Regions from separate parts of the Mus musculus genome. Here all the other regions are linked to region 3. Evidence: chromatin contacts called from public HiChIP or PLAC-seq data. All regions are on one chromosome and are shown on one strand. Each heading gives the region's core, a stretch centred on a gene start, on an enhancer-like site or on the middle of the called end of the contact. The rest is flanking DNA. Distances are from core to core; before and after follow the strand shown. Region 1 holds the start of Gpx8 (glutathione peroxidase 8 (putative)). Region 2 overlaps Cdc20b (cell division cycle 20B). Region 3 has its middle 18 kb from the start of Snx18.

What was found. HiChIP or PLAC-seq counts read pairs in DNA pulled down with a chosen protein or histone mark.
Region 1: an H3K27ac HiChIP or PLAC-seq map of extraembryonic endoderm stem cells shows a contact between it and region 3, with 5 times the contacts expected there. The contact joins the promoter of Gpx8 here to the enhancer-like site in region 3. A contact is called at or near these places in 4 of 39 promoter capture datasets (the C10 cell line, cranial neural crest, liver and 1 more), 36 of 484 Hi-C or Micro-C datasets (the C3H10T1/2 cell line, CD4 T cells, the HL-1 cell line and 22 more), 9 of 115 datasets of contacts at active chromatin or transcription factors (the NIH/3T3 cell line, bone marrow-derived macrophages, embryonic fibroblasts and 4 more) and 2 of 9 other capture datasets (adipose tissue and embryonic stem cells).
Region 2: an H3K27ac HiChIP or PLAC-seq map of extraembryonic endoderm stem cells shows a contact between it and region 3, with 3 times the contacts expected there. The contact joins two enhancer-like sites. A contact is called at or near these places in 3 of 115 datasets of contacts at active chromatin or transcription factors (astrocytes, embryonic stem cells and extraembryonic endoderm stem cells) and 1 of 9 other capture datasets (embryonic stem cells).

The regions. Positions count from the first base shown.
Region 1 is chr13:113,044,576-113,048,765 of GRCm38.p6, forward strand. Gpx8 (glutathione peroxidase 8 (putative)) reads right to left here and starts at 1,813. Exons shown (of 3, transcript NM_027127.2): 1 at 1,597-1,813; 2 at 857-1,118. The coding sequence starts at 1,800. The region is part of intron 2 of Cdc20b (cell division cycle 20B); the gene reads left to right.
Region 2 is chr13:113,082,841-113,086,967 of GRCm38.p6, forward strand. It overlaps Cdc20b (cell division cycle 20B), which reads left to right. Exons shown (of 12, transcript NM_001281487.1): 10 at 450-575; 11 at 1,090-1,207. Among named protein-coding and RNA genes, the nearest start is that of Gzma, 16 kb to the right of the region's middle. Within about 2 kb of position 2,106, at least 1 of the 459 cell types and tissues checked has an H3K27ac peak or open chromatin away from gene starts, as enhancers often do. A contact at or near this core is called in extraembryonic endoderm stem cells, where this site is marked.
Region 3 is chr13:113,634,323-113,638,645 of GRCm38.p6, forward strand. No RefSeq gene overlaps it. Among named protein-coding and RNA genes, the nearest start is that of Snx18, 18 kb to the left of the region's middle. Within about 2 kb of position 1,844, at least 92 of the 459 cell types and tissues checked have an H3K27ac peak or open chromatin away from gene starts, as enhancers often do. A contact at or near this core is called in Th1 cells, adipose tissue, bone marrow-derived macrophages and 1 more, where this site is marked.

The DNA.
Region 1 (4,190 bases), core at 563-3,062, 590 kb before region 3:
GGTCAGTGAGATCTCACATACTGTTTGTCGCATTTTTGGTTATATGAGGTGAGTTAGGTTCCACAAGCTCCCCCCCTTCCCCCCCCCCCCCCCCCCCCGCTCCCAGTAAGAGCTGTAGAGCTGTAGAGCTATAGTGTTTGACAGAGTTCTTGTTAGATTTTACTTGGATGCTTTGCTCAAGAAAGAGTTCCTGTCCTACCTTTTCTGTATACCCCAGAAATAAAAGCCACAGGGTTCCTGTTCATTGTCTTACAAGTGCTTTAGCTTGCTTTAAATAGATGGCCGTGGAAATAGATTCCCGTGGCTACTTTAATTATAGAGGAACCCTCACATGACTGGGTTTTGAAAATAAGTTATTTTGCTTTGGATCTCTGCAAAACCCTGGCAAACTGACAGGTCAACCTTGAGGATAATGACTCAGATAAAGAGGCCACCATAAAAGTAAGCATAAAGACATACTCAGTTAATGATGTGCTGCCATCAGGTATCCCTGAAGTGTGCAGCATTAGTACAAGGCAGGGAGACTGCCCCAAAGGGCAGTTAGATTACTGGAGAGTTGAAGTATCTGGGAAAGCAGGCATGGCCACGCTTCACATTAGGCCTTCACCATGATGGTCACAGGAGTAAAAACATATCAAAGTAGAATTCTTTACCATCCCAGAAGTCAGAACATCGAGTTAGAAAGTGGCAAAGGGCGAGGTTCTGGATCCTTGACAGTTTTATGAAAACTTCCCAGTAAAATAAACGAAATATGAGCTCTAGCCCTAAAAGTATCTATTTATCTTTCTCTATATCATTCATATGTAATGTATGAAATGAGAAGAATGAACAACATTGAGGCAGAGTAGATATTTACCAACAATAAATCTAAACGCAGGTTCTGCTTCCGGCCCTAAAATCTTAATCTTGTGGAAGATGGGGAATGTGACTCCGTAGTTCTGTCTCGCAAAAGATTCTACCTCCTTGCTGGACTTGGGCTCCGATTCTCCAAACTGATTGCACGGAAAAGCCAGGACGTTGAAGTGATAGGGCCCGAACTCCTTGTGTAGCTCCCTGAGAGTCTGGTAACTCTTGTCTGTGAAGCGGCAGTCACTAGCCACGTTTACAACCAGGGAAGCCTCCCGGAAAAAGAAAAAAAGAAAAAAAAAAGACCCACCGGAAAGAGAAGCAAAAGATTAAAAAAAAAATCTTCATACAGCTAAAATCCTAAGCCATTTTGGCAGACTACGAAGTCTGATAGATTCCATATTTTTAGACAGATCCAACTTTATTGAAAACCATAACCCAAATGAATGGTCGAAGACTGTGACAAAGTTTTAGTTAGGTTATGTAAAGAACACTCTTAGTAGCGGGTCTCAAAGCATCTCCTAGATAATACAGCATCGTTTCCTCACAAAAGAGAAGACAGCTTTCGAGAAAAACAGTTGCTTTGTGGAGTGGAAGTTTAAAGCTCTTAGAATTCTGATAACTAAAAGGACCACTAACGATATTACTTTGAAGACTACATTCCAACTTATGGCTGTGCCGAACCCCACTCTATGCTGAGAATAAGTGTCAGGGCCAAGGAACAACAGAAATAAAAGCCGGAAGACTTACTTTGCCTTTGAACTTTTCCAGAGACACGGTCCTTCCTTTGGCATCCTTTACTTCAAAGGAGTAGAAGCTGTTGGTTCTCGGCTTCAGGAATTTTAACTGAAGGAGAAAAAGCATCACGGTGCACAGAACCATAGAGAGCAAAACTGCAAATATCTTTGCTTTGGGCCCGGAACATTTTAATGGGTAGGCAGCGAAAGGCTCCATTTTGGACGATCCTGGGAGTCTCAGCAGGCTGGAATGCAAGGCGGGGCTGAAACTTGAAACCCGCCGAGCTTAAGGAGAGCCGGAAGGGGTTACAGACCCTTCGGCTGCTGAAGAGCAGGAGGACCCTTCCCAGAAGAATCAAACGAAGTCAGAAAATCAAAAAAAAAAAAAAATTGTTAACGTGGCTGCACTTTAACTTTTTTTTTTTTTTTGATAGAAGAATTCTATCGTTTTAGTAGATCCTTAAGACGCCCCCTTCTACGAAAACGTTTTACCAGAAGGTGGTGCTCTTGTAACTTGGAAATGAGTGGTCATCGGGCTGCTCAGCATCCCGTGTGTTCACTGAGCAATAGATTGGCTGTGGAGGACTGAATAACACCCAGAAATGGCTTAGAGTGTAGATTAATGTGGTCTGTTAATATGACGTGTGACCACAAAGAACTTAAAGGTTTTATGTATTTATTGACGTACTATATGAATATAGAGAATATTTATAATAGAGCAACGAAGGCTGGAAAAGATCATCCTATTTATTCTGACGTCATCTAGTGAAGGCAACCAGATGCCAGGAGAAGACAGCAAAAATAGAAAGCCATAAAGGCATAACACCCATTCTCTATTAGAAACCATAGCAGCTATTGTCTTCTTCAATTTTGTCTTTGTCACTGGTGAGATAGTTTACAACATAACATGCACACACACACACACACACACACACACTCACACACACAGAGGCACACATTCACAGGCACACAACTCACATACACAGATACACACACACAGACATCCACACACAGGCACACATATGCAGATACACACAGGTATACATATGAACACACAGGCACAGACATAGGCACATACACACAGGTATACACACATATACATAGGCACACACCCAGATACACCCATATACACATATCCCCATACATACACATATATACACACATTCCCCCCACATATGCACCCTCACACACATAGCCCCTCATATACATATACATACACATACATATACATACACATATATACAATACACACTATAGATATGCCCACATGCATACACACGCACATATATCCCACTGATAAATTTCATGAAATGGTTCTTTACCCACTCTGTAGTCCTGACCATTGCACTTCTGAGACAGCATGGTTCTGACCTATGAAAATGACTCATGGATTCCAAACTGTAGATGAAAAAATCCTGGGCTCTGTATTAAAGCACAACCCTTGCAGCAGAATTCAAATATTTAAATAGCAGAATTCAAGCACAAGCCCCAAATGAAATCCGCAAACCCACATCTGTGCGGACACACTCATTAGCTGCTGTATCTTTCATCTCTTTTCTCTTTGGCTATAGCTCACTACCCAGGGCCTTTGCTCTGAAGAGCATAGTTACTGGGGGTGGACACTGGAGGCAGCTGAGGGCTGCATATCCCCAGCCTCCTTAGGATTTGCCCTGTTTACCACACAGGAAATTCTGGACTAACATGACATCCACTTGGTGGCACTGCACATTTCTAGGAGGTCTAGACGCTGGCTTTCTCTTGCTCCTGGTGCTTTTGAGCACCTGTCCCCAGCTTCTGTTGTGTGTGGGGTTGGGTGTAGTTGAGCAAAGGTAGTTTAGGCTTGAAGTTAGGTAAGAGGATTCAATGGTAGTGTGTACTGGTAATCCCAGCACTGTGGCAGCTGAGGTAGGGGGATCATGGTTCTGTCTCCAGTCAGGGTTACACACAGAGAGCCGGTCTCAAAAATAAAAACAAGAAAAACAAAAAATTAGAAAGCAACCAACTAACCACTACCATTTCCACTACCACCATCACCACCACCTCTTCCTCCTCCTCCACCCCCACCACCATCACCACCACCTCTTCCTCCTCCTCCTCTTCCATCACCACCACCACTATCACCACCACCTCTTCCTCTTCCTCCTCCTCCTCCCCCTTTCCCACTACCACCACCACCACCTCCTGTTCAAAGGACCCGCCTTCCACCATGTCCTTTGTTACTCTTTTGTTACTCAGCCACTCTGGCCTCACTCTCCATTGGGCTGGGACCCTTGAACCTCTTACATTACCTTCACCTAGTCCACCCAAGACCTCTGGACTAAGAATTTTCATAGCCTCCCCTTTAAAAAAAAGATTTATTTTATTTATGAGTACACTGTAGCTGTCCTCAGTCATAGCAGAAGAGGTCATGGGATCCCATTACAGATGGTTGTGAGTCACCTTGTGGTTGCTGGGAATTGAACTCAAGACTTCTAGGTAAGGAGTCAGTGCCCTTAACTGCTGAGCCATCTCTCCAGCCCCCAAGAACTTTAATTCTTTGTAGGATCTCCTCATGATGCATGCATACCACAGCCCCAGAGCCTTACGGGAAGGATGTGTGCCTTGTCT
Region 2 (4,127 bases), core at 856-3,355, 550 kb before region 3:
GATTTGAGATGCCTGAGATTTGATTGACCTGTAGCCATGTGCAGCTCTCTTTTTCCTGCCGAGGCCTGGAAGTCAAGGACTACAGTGGATAAGCAGAGGCTGCACTTCAGCACAGACCTCAGAAGAGCCAGGAGCTTGTCCTGCCGAGGTGTTCTGCCCATGGGTGTGCAGCATACAGCTTTTCAGTTGTGCTGTTTTGTATTTTTTTTTCTATGCTAAAAATACTGACAATTGTTAGCGTACTGTAGGGAATATTCTATTAGGCACCTCCCCTATCAGCAGTGGTTTCTCTTCCCTGGGGAATGCTTTCTGGAGGGTGGTACACTGACCCTCACCCTAAGAGAGTGCTGCAGCCGTGAACCTCTAGGCTTTGGCTACCTGTGCGCATCTTTCTCCAGCTTGCTTTCTCCAGGACTCCCCTGCCTGTGTTATTACTTGGAACTTTACAGGCCATGGAGTGGTGTCCCTGGCAATCTGAGGTCCTTGCCGTGGGAGGAGGCGTGAAGGACGGATGCCTGCATGTTTTGGATATAAATACTGGGAAGAACATCCAGACTCCAAGCACACAGTCACAGGTAAGCACCTGGCTTCGTCTTCATCCCACCCTTCCTTACTTTCTGAGTCCAACAGGAACTCCGATTCTTAAGAATTTGTTTTTTCTACAATCTCTTAATGAGTGAGTCCAAAGTCAATCCCATTTGTATTTCTCTCCCTCCCTCCCTCCCTCCCTCCCTCCCTCCCTCCCTCCCTCCCTTCCTCTCTCCCTCCCTCCTTCTCTCCCTATCTCCCTCCATCTCTTCCTTCTCAGCTTTCTCCCCACAGTTTGACTCTGAAACTTGTATGTAATCTGGCTATCCCTGGCCAGCGCTCACAACTCATTTAAATTTCCTGGATCACTGCACTGGGGCCTTGGTCTTTGGAAGCCTTGGGATGAATCCCCTTAGGGTGGATATAATTTCTGTAAATACCCAATCCTCACTGAGGCTGGAGGATGGGCGACAGAGCAGAATGTAGTTTAGAGTCAGTTTAGGCACATTCGCCATGCATCAGAAGTTGCTAGCATTTGGTGTTTTGTGGTCCTCACTATAGATTTGTTCCCTCATCTGGCTACCTAAGACAAAGGAGATTGCGACCGGCCAAGGTGCACCCAAGAATGATGTGGCACTGTGGACCTGCCCCACGCTGTTCAGGTCCGGTGGGTTCTTCGGTGAGTGAATGCTACATACCTACCCGTGGCAAAGTTTGCTGCCACCAAGTGGGAAAGCTCTGGTCAAAGACTGATTCTTTGGTTTTTTTAACATCAACAGAAAAACAAATCCTCACACACCCCCATCTCAGAACACAGAGGTAAATGTTTCTAAACTTGATCGTTCTTGTCTAACTCTTAAAAGTGTCCAGGTTCCTCTTCCTTGGATATGTGTGTGCTTTAGGCAGCAGCAATCTTTGGCAGTTTTTCCAGATTTAGCATCATGGATTATTTTGAAGAGAATCTAGCAGTGTGAAGGAGAGCCGGAATATTAGACAGTGCTATGAAACCACCAAGAAGCAGGAGGCATCCTCTGTTAAAAAAAAAAAAAAATATATATATATATATATATATATAGTTAGTTAGTTAGTTAGTTAGTTAGGGCTAATACCAAACCTTTCTTTGGAGAGCTGAGAATTCTGTTTGTCAACCCACACCCCTTCCCCATCAGATAGACTTCCTGGCTCTGCTGAGGATCCAGCTCTAGTTGGCTTCATGTCACACTACTTCTCCCTCTGTCTGTCGGTCCCTCTGTCCCTCTGTCCCTCTGTCCCTCTATCCTCCCTCCCTCCCTCCCTCCCTCCCTTCTTTCTTTCCTTCCTTCCTTCTGTAGTTGTTGCTGGGAATCAGACCCTGGTGTCCTGTCATGGAGCCATGCCCTAAGAAGCCAGACTGCTATTCTCTCTCAATTTAGTTCTACAAACTCTTATTGGGATCTTTCTTGACACAAAGATTCATGGCGAGGAAGGAGAACCCACTTCTGTCCTCAGAACCTTCTGGAATGATAAAGGAGTTGTTGTATCTCCTTCTACCCCGCCCTGGCGATAAGATGAAAATGCTGGCTGAGGAGGCTGCAGAGGGAGCTTATCAACAGCTTGTGCTTCTGATAGAGTTCCTGTTTCCCGCTCTCCACTTGGCCCTGCCTGCCGATTGATCCCAGGAACTTATGTGCTCACCCTTTATTTTTGTGCATCTTTTATTTATCTTATGTTTATGGGAATGTAGAGAATACATAGGTGACATTGTTTCCCTTGAAACCTATGCTTTTGTGTGAGGAGACATACGGAAATCTAGTATATATAAAACTAGTATGTATAAAGCTAGGTCGCGCTAATACCATGACTTTTTTGGGGGGAGGGTTTCTCTCACACAGTTTCCTGTCATACAGACTTGCTGTCTGTGGCGTAGCTCCAGACAGCCCCAGGACACCTCTCTGTTCCTCAGTGGTCTCACTCTTTCTGATCTGTAGGAACTAGGGAACCAATATGTTCCTGTTCATTTTCTCCACACTGTCCTGTCTCTGTTATGGGCAAACACTCTACCATGAAGCCACATCTTCAGCCACTCAGACAACCCTTTTAAAAAATATTTATTGAGTTTATTCTTTAACAGTTTCATACATGTATACATATGCAAAGTGTACTGGATTGTGGTAGCCCTGACCATCTCTAAATCCCTTCTTACTGCTATTATCCCTGCTTCCCTCCATTTCCTTCTCACATCCATGGTGTGTGTATGTGTGTGTGTGTGTGTGTGTGTGTAAAGATCTATTTATTTATTTATTTATTTATTTATTTATTTTCAAGGCAGTGTTTCTCTGTGTACCTATGGCTGTCCCGAGACTCACGGAATTCTGCCTCTTAAGTGCTGGAATTAAAGGTGTTCTCCCTACCACCTCGGATGATTTATTTATCTATTTTTATTTTATGTGCAAGAGTGTTTTGCCTGCCTGTATGTATACGCATCATGCACATGCCCTCTGGAGATCAGAAGAGCATGTCAGATCCCCTGGAACTGGATGGTTGTGAGCTGCCCTGTGGGTGCTGGAGACTAAACTCTGTAAGAGCAGCCAGTGCTCTTAACCAGGGGGCCACTGCTCCAGCCCCACATTCATGCCTTTTTGTTTTAAGACTCACTGTGTTTAACCAGGATTGTTTACATGAAGTTGGGTTTGGAAGTACTCCTTGGACACTGGTAAGCCTCTTGGTGGGTGCACAGTTGAAGACAATGACTGCCCCAGAATCCACTGATAGCCAGTAGTTCAGCAGAGAAGGGTGGGCTTCATAAGCATCTGCCTCATCTGTGACTGACTATTGATGGTTCTGTCTTGCACAGGCTTGTTGCAAGCTCTCGTGGCTGCTACGGGGTCTGGACTATTTTGGGTGAACTGTGCTCACATGTCAGCATTTCACAGCCCTTCTGCCTTCTGGCTCTTATGATCTCTGCATTTGTAATTTTTTTAAATGCCTTACAAAGTTGTAAATCTTCATTAAACCTTCTCAACCAACCAACCAGCCAACCCAACCAATCAACCAACCAACCAGCCAACCCAACCAACCAACCCAACCAACCAACCAACCAACCAACCAACCCAACCGACCACCACCAAAACCCAAAAACATGAAATAGCATAGTAGAATTGAATACCCTATAGAGATGAGACAGATGGAAAAATAAATGTGATTTTGTGAAACTTTTATTGTAGACATACTCTTTTCTATATAACCTACTATAAATTATGTGTAAATGGCTAGGTATAATGTTGCTATATAACACTAATTTTGATAGTATGTCAAAACATTTGAAAGAAAGGCTGTTCTAGATGAGAGCCACACCTTTACCAAGGCTTACCCTATGAATCATACTGTTAATTCCTTGGGGAGAAACATTAGTTTAAAAGGTCCTACCCCTAACAACAGAAGACAGACAACTTATTCTTGTTCCCATCCACAATGGAATGGTAATTTTTAAGCTTTAAATCACCAACCAAAGAGCACACATGGAAGGACCCATGGCCCCCTCTGCATACGTAGCAGAGGATGGCTTTGTTGGGCATCAGTGGGAGGAGGGGCCCTTGGTCCTATGAAGGCTCGATGCCTCA
Region 3 (4,323 bases), core at 594-3,093:
CCTGAGCCAGCTATTTTTCTGAACTGTCTAATTGCTCATGGGAATGGAATAGAACAACTATGGTAACACGCTGAAACAGAGCTCTCTGGTTACCCCTAGGATGCTGCCCATTTCCAGTCTTCCCGCAACAGTCCCAGGATCTGGATCCCTTGAAGGTCTCTTTGTTGGTCATTTTGTTGACTCTTATCCGTGGCTTTATTTCTCAGCTACCGTAGGGAAGCTCAGACTTCCAGTAATCGAATCTGCTGAAACAACTAATAATAAGCAACTAATAATAAGACAAGGCATACGCGTTCCCTAACTGAAGCAGACCACGGTGGAATATACCTGTCATCTCAGCTACTGGGAGGCTAAAGCAAGAGAATCTTGGGTGTGAAGCCAGCCTGAGCAACAGAGCCAGACCCAGTCTCAAACAAAACAAAATGCTTAACCTGTGCATACACACAAGCACCATATAAAATACGGAACTTAGGGAGGAGCCCGGAGGTTGCTTAGACCCCCCCACCCTCACCCCGGAGTTGCTGCTAGCCTCTAGGCTGCCATGCTCATCTCAGGCTTGCTGTCTGCTCTCACCGCCTGCTCAAGAGAGCATGTGCATTACATCATTCAAGTGGCATAATGATTTCTGCTTTCCTGGCTAAAACCTGACTGGCGCAAATATCTCCTCAAAGCCATAGTCGCAGTGTTTATACAAGGCAAATTCTACATGACTGACACAGCACAGGCTGGGTGGGGCATTCTGTGAAGTACGCCTGTCTTTAAAAGAGGCTCTGAAAAGTCTCTTGTCTTTTCTGATTTCTTCTTATCACCAAGCATCTCCAGAGTATCTCTTGTCTGCTGCCTTTCTCGGCTATCTACTGCGTGCCTGCCGAGTTAGCCCTTTCAAAAGCTCGCCTTGCTGTGAGCTCAGAGTTTCCTACCATGGGAGGCATCTGAACACGGCTCAGCTATATCCTGACCTCAGGGTATCCGAGGGCTACAGGGGGTCAGCTGGGTGGTGTGCTCCTCTAGAAACCTGAAAAGGGAAGCCAGCACCTGCTTCTGAACTCCTTCCGTGTTGTCAGAATTTATCCCTTAAGGTTAGGACACCAAGGTCCCTGTTTTCCTGCTGGCTGTTGGTTTGGGACCCTTATCCTCTTGAAGTTCCTTGCTCTACGGCATTCCCATAACACAGTATCTTCAAAGCTAGCAAGGGACCCTTTCCATCCAGTCAAGACAGTCTTTTATAACAAAATATGGTCATCAGGGTGACATCTGATCATGTTTGCCATTGTTTTACAGTTTAGAAGCAAGTCACAGTTTCTACCAATACCCAGGGGACAAGATTATACAAGGATATAGATCAGTGGGGTTGCTTTATTGTGTCTACCACATCACCTTCAGGGTGACCAGACAGCCGTTCAATGTACAAAGCGACACACCCAAGCGTTGCTGATTCTTTTCAAGATAATCTGAGAGGGGAAGATTAGGATTTAAAAACAAAAAGAGCAACGAGTCTTGCTAGAAGTATTAATAGAATGTTCCAGGCTGAAGCAGGATGGAGGCACGTAGAAACCCGGGGCAGGCATGGGAGGAGCCCTCCCTTGAAGGCACAATCAGTCAGAGGCAAGTGTACTGTACACAGAGGGCCTATCGAACGATCGGGAGGATTGGAACCATGAAGGGGGCACCAACTACGCACACTCGATGTATAAAAGCAAGTGTTCCCGTTTTATAACATGTGGTCTTTGCTCTTCACCCTGCCTCCCTCCATCTGCTTCACCATCGCGGCGGGTTTCCAGGGAAACTTCTGTCCCGGAAGGTGGAGAGCGAGCGCGTGAGGAGGACATTCAGCAGCCACTTCCTGTTTCACAGCACACAACAGTGTGGTCAGGGCAGAAGCCACGTTTGGTTTCTTCTCTACAGTGCTCTAAAGTTTCTTGTTAAACTTCCTAGCTGTATCCAAGTTCTCCCACTCTGTCCCCTTTGAAGTGGCTGGGGACTCTGAAATTGGGCAGACCTGTTAAATCCACAGCACCGGGAGGACCTTATTCCTGCCCCAGCTGCGGTTCCTTTTGTGCCTCTTCCACAGCCCCCCATCCAGGGAGTTTTATACCTTGTAGTTTCAGCTTTCCAATACCGATGAAACCTCTGAATCATGGCTCCAGTCTTGGTTGGAAATAAAGGACGAAAGAATGTATAGCTACTTTTTTAGCCACGCCCCTTCCCATGAGTGGCCTCGCCAAGGTCAAGTTCTAGTTTCAGTCTAGTGTCCCTTCATGTTTCTCGGGAGACAGGGCGGCAATGAAGTCTGCCTTGAAATAAATCAGCGGCGAACACAGACTCATGATAGTCTGACAGTCCTTTTCTTTATACCAAGTTCCTGGTTGGTTTTGTTTGGGCAGTTTTGTTTTGAGATAAAGCCACACTGTAGTTCAAAGTGACTCCAAGCTCACAAGCATCCTTCCTGCCTTTACCTCTCCCTAATAGGCTAGTTCTTTGATGGCGAAATGAGCCTATTCAAACCAGATTAGGTCATATTAAATACAAGTTTATCCGGAAGCTGCTCTCAGGTGAGTTCGCTGGCCCCAAGGACTGAGGCCTGGGAAGTCATCATGGGGTGGAGTATGGGGGGAGAAAGGGCCTGGGCACAGAGAGGGAGAGAGGGATGGGAGAGAGAGACAGAGAGAGAGAGACACGGAGAGACAGAGGGAGAGACAGGCAGAGAGAGGGATGGGGAGAGGGAGGGGGAGAGGGGGGGAGAGGGAGGGGGGGGGAGAGGGAGGGGGAGAGGGAGGGAGAGAGGGAGAGCCCCCAAAATGTCTGGATCATAAAGCAAACGCCTTTAGAGGAAGGTAACTTTGAGGGTTGAGAGACCCTGGAGGCCTGCTTTGATGTATAAAATATGCACCTCAGTTCCTTGTTCCAAGGTCTGAAACCAAACACTCTCCCATTAGGATTACGTGCCTGTGCCATCATTGTACCTGGCTTAGCGTGCCTAGCTTTTCCAGCCATCCCTGTCCCCTACCTTCCCTTGGTAGCCTAAGCCAGTCTAAGCCTTCATTGTGGTCAGTTGTCTGTTCATTGGCTCATTCCACAAAAGATCCCACCAGCCCCTCCCCCTCTTCCGACAGAGAAATTGCAAAACAGGATGGTGTGACTAGAATAGACTCTGGGGGTCTGATTGCCTGGGTTCAAGCCCAGCTATCTCTGTGTCTCACTGGCTTTCTCATTGTGCTAATTATGTTTCTTATTGCTGTGATCAGAAATATGGCAAATGCCACTTTAGGGATGAACGTTTTTATTCTGGCCTACGGTGTGAGGGGACGCAGTTCACCACGGCAGAGAACACATGGTAACAGGACCATGAGGCGGCTGGTCACACAGCATCCACTGCTCCTCAGATTGCTGTCTCCTATTTTTATGTTTTTCAATCTGAGACCCCAGGCCATGGACTAGTGCTAGCCATAGTTAGAGTGCATTGTCCCACCTCAGTTTAAGCCAATCTAAAAACTCCCTCAAGAGTGTGCCCAGAGACTTGTCTGCAAGGTGATTGTACAAGGTTGTCACTACCAGACATCAGGTGACATTGGGCAAATGGCTGCTTTCTGTGTTTCAACAGCATCAGTTGCAGAATGGAGGATACAGGGTTGTTTTAAAGAGTGAGTATACACACACTCACACAAACATACACACACACACACACACAGCTGTGCTTATAGCATTCTTGGCAATTAGGCTGCACAACTAGAAAAAAAACCAGATGTTGAAAAATGTTCATCAATTTCACTACCATAGCTTAGTCATGACATCATACCTCATCCAATGTGATTAGGAGTTACTCATTTTGACCAATGTTTTATATCTTATTACAATTATATACTAATATAAATTGTTCTGATATTAGGAAACAATCTGTTTCCAAAAATAATTTTCCCCTCCTTTTACCTAGCCAAATTCTATTGCATGCTTCAAAAACAGCTCTGGAGCCCTTTTCTGTCACTCTGGCCAACACCAAAGTCTTCTTTCTAAAAAATATTGGTGCGGTAGATCCACACTATACAAGTTTACACGGCACAAGGTCCACACTGTGCAAGCAGCTACTGTAGGTTTGCATGTCCGATTGGAGTCTCCAAGGGTCTCCTCTGTAGCTGGCTCTCCACTTCTCAGGCTGAGTTCTGGCCAGGTAGAGAACCCAAGTACATCACTAATGGGTGGAACCCAAGCCACTCTCCTTATTACTGACACAGCACACGGGTCGGCCTGCTACAGAGTGAGGGAAAAAGGCAGCCCAGCACCACTGGAAAAGGTTTTGTTCCATCTTCGATTCATGAGATGCACTCA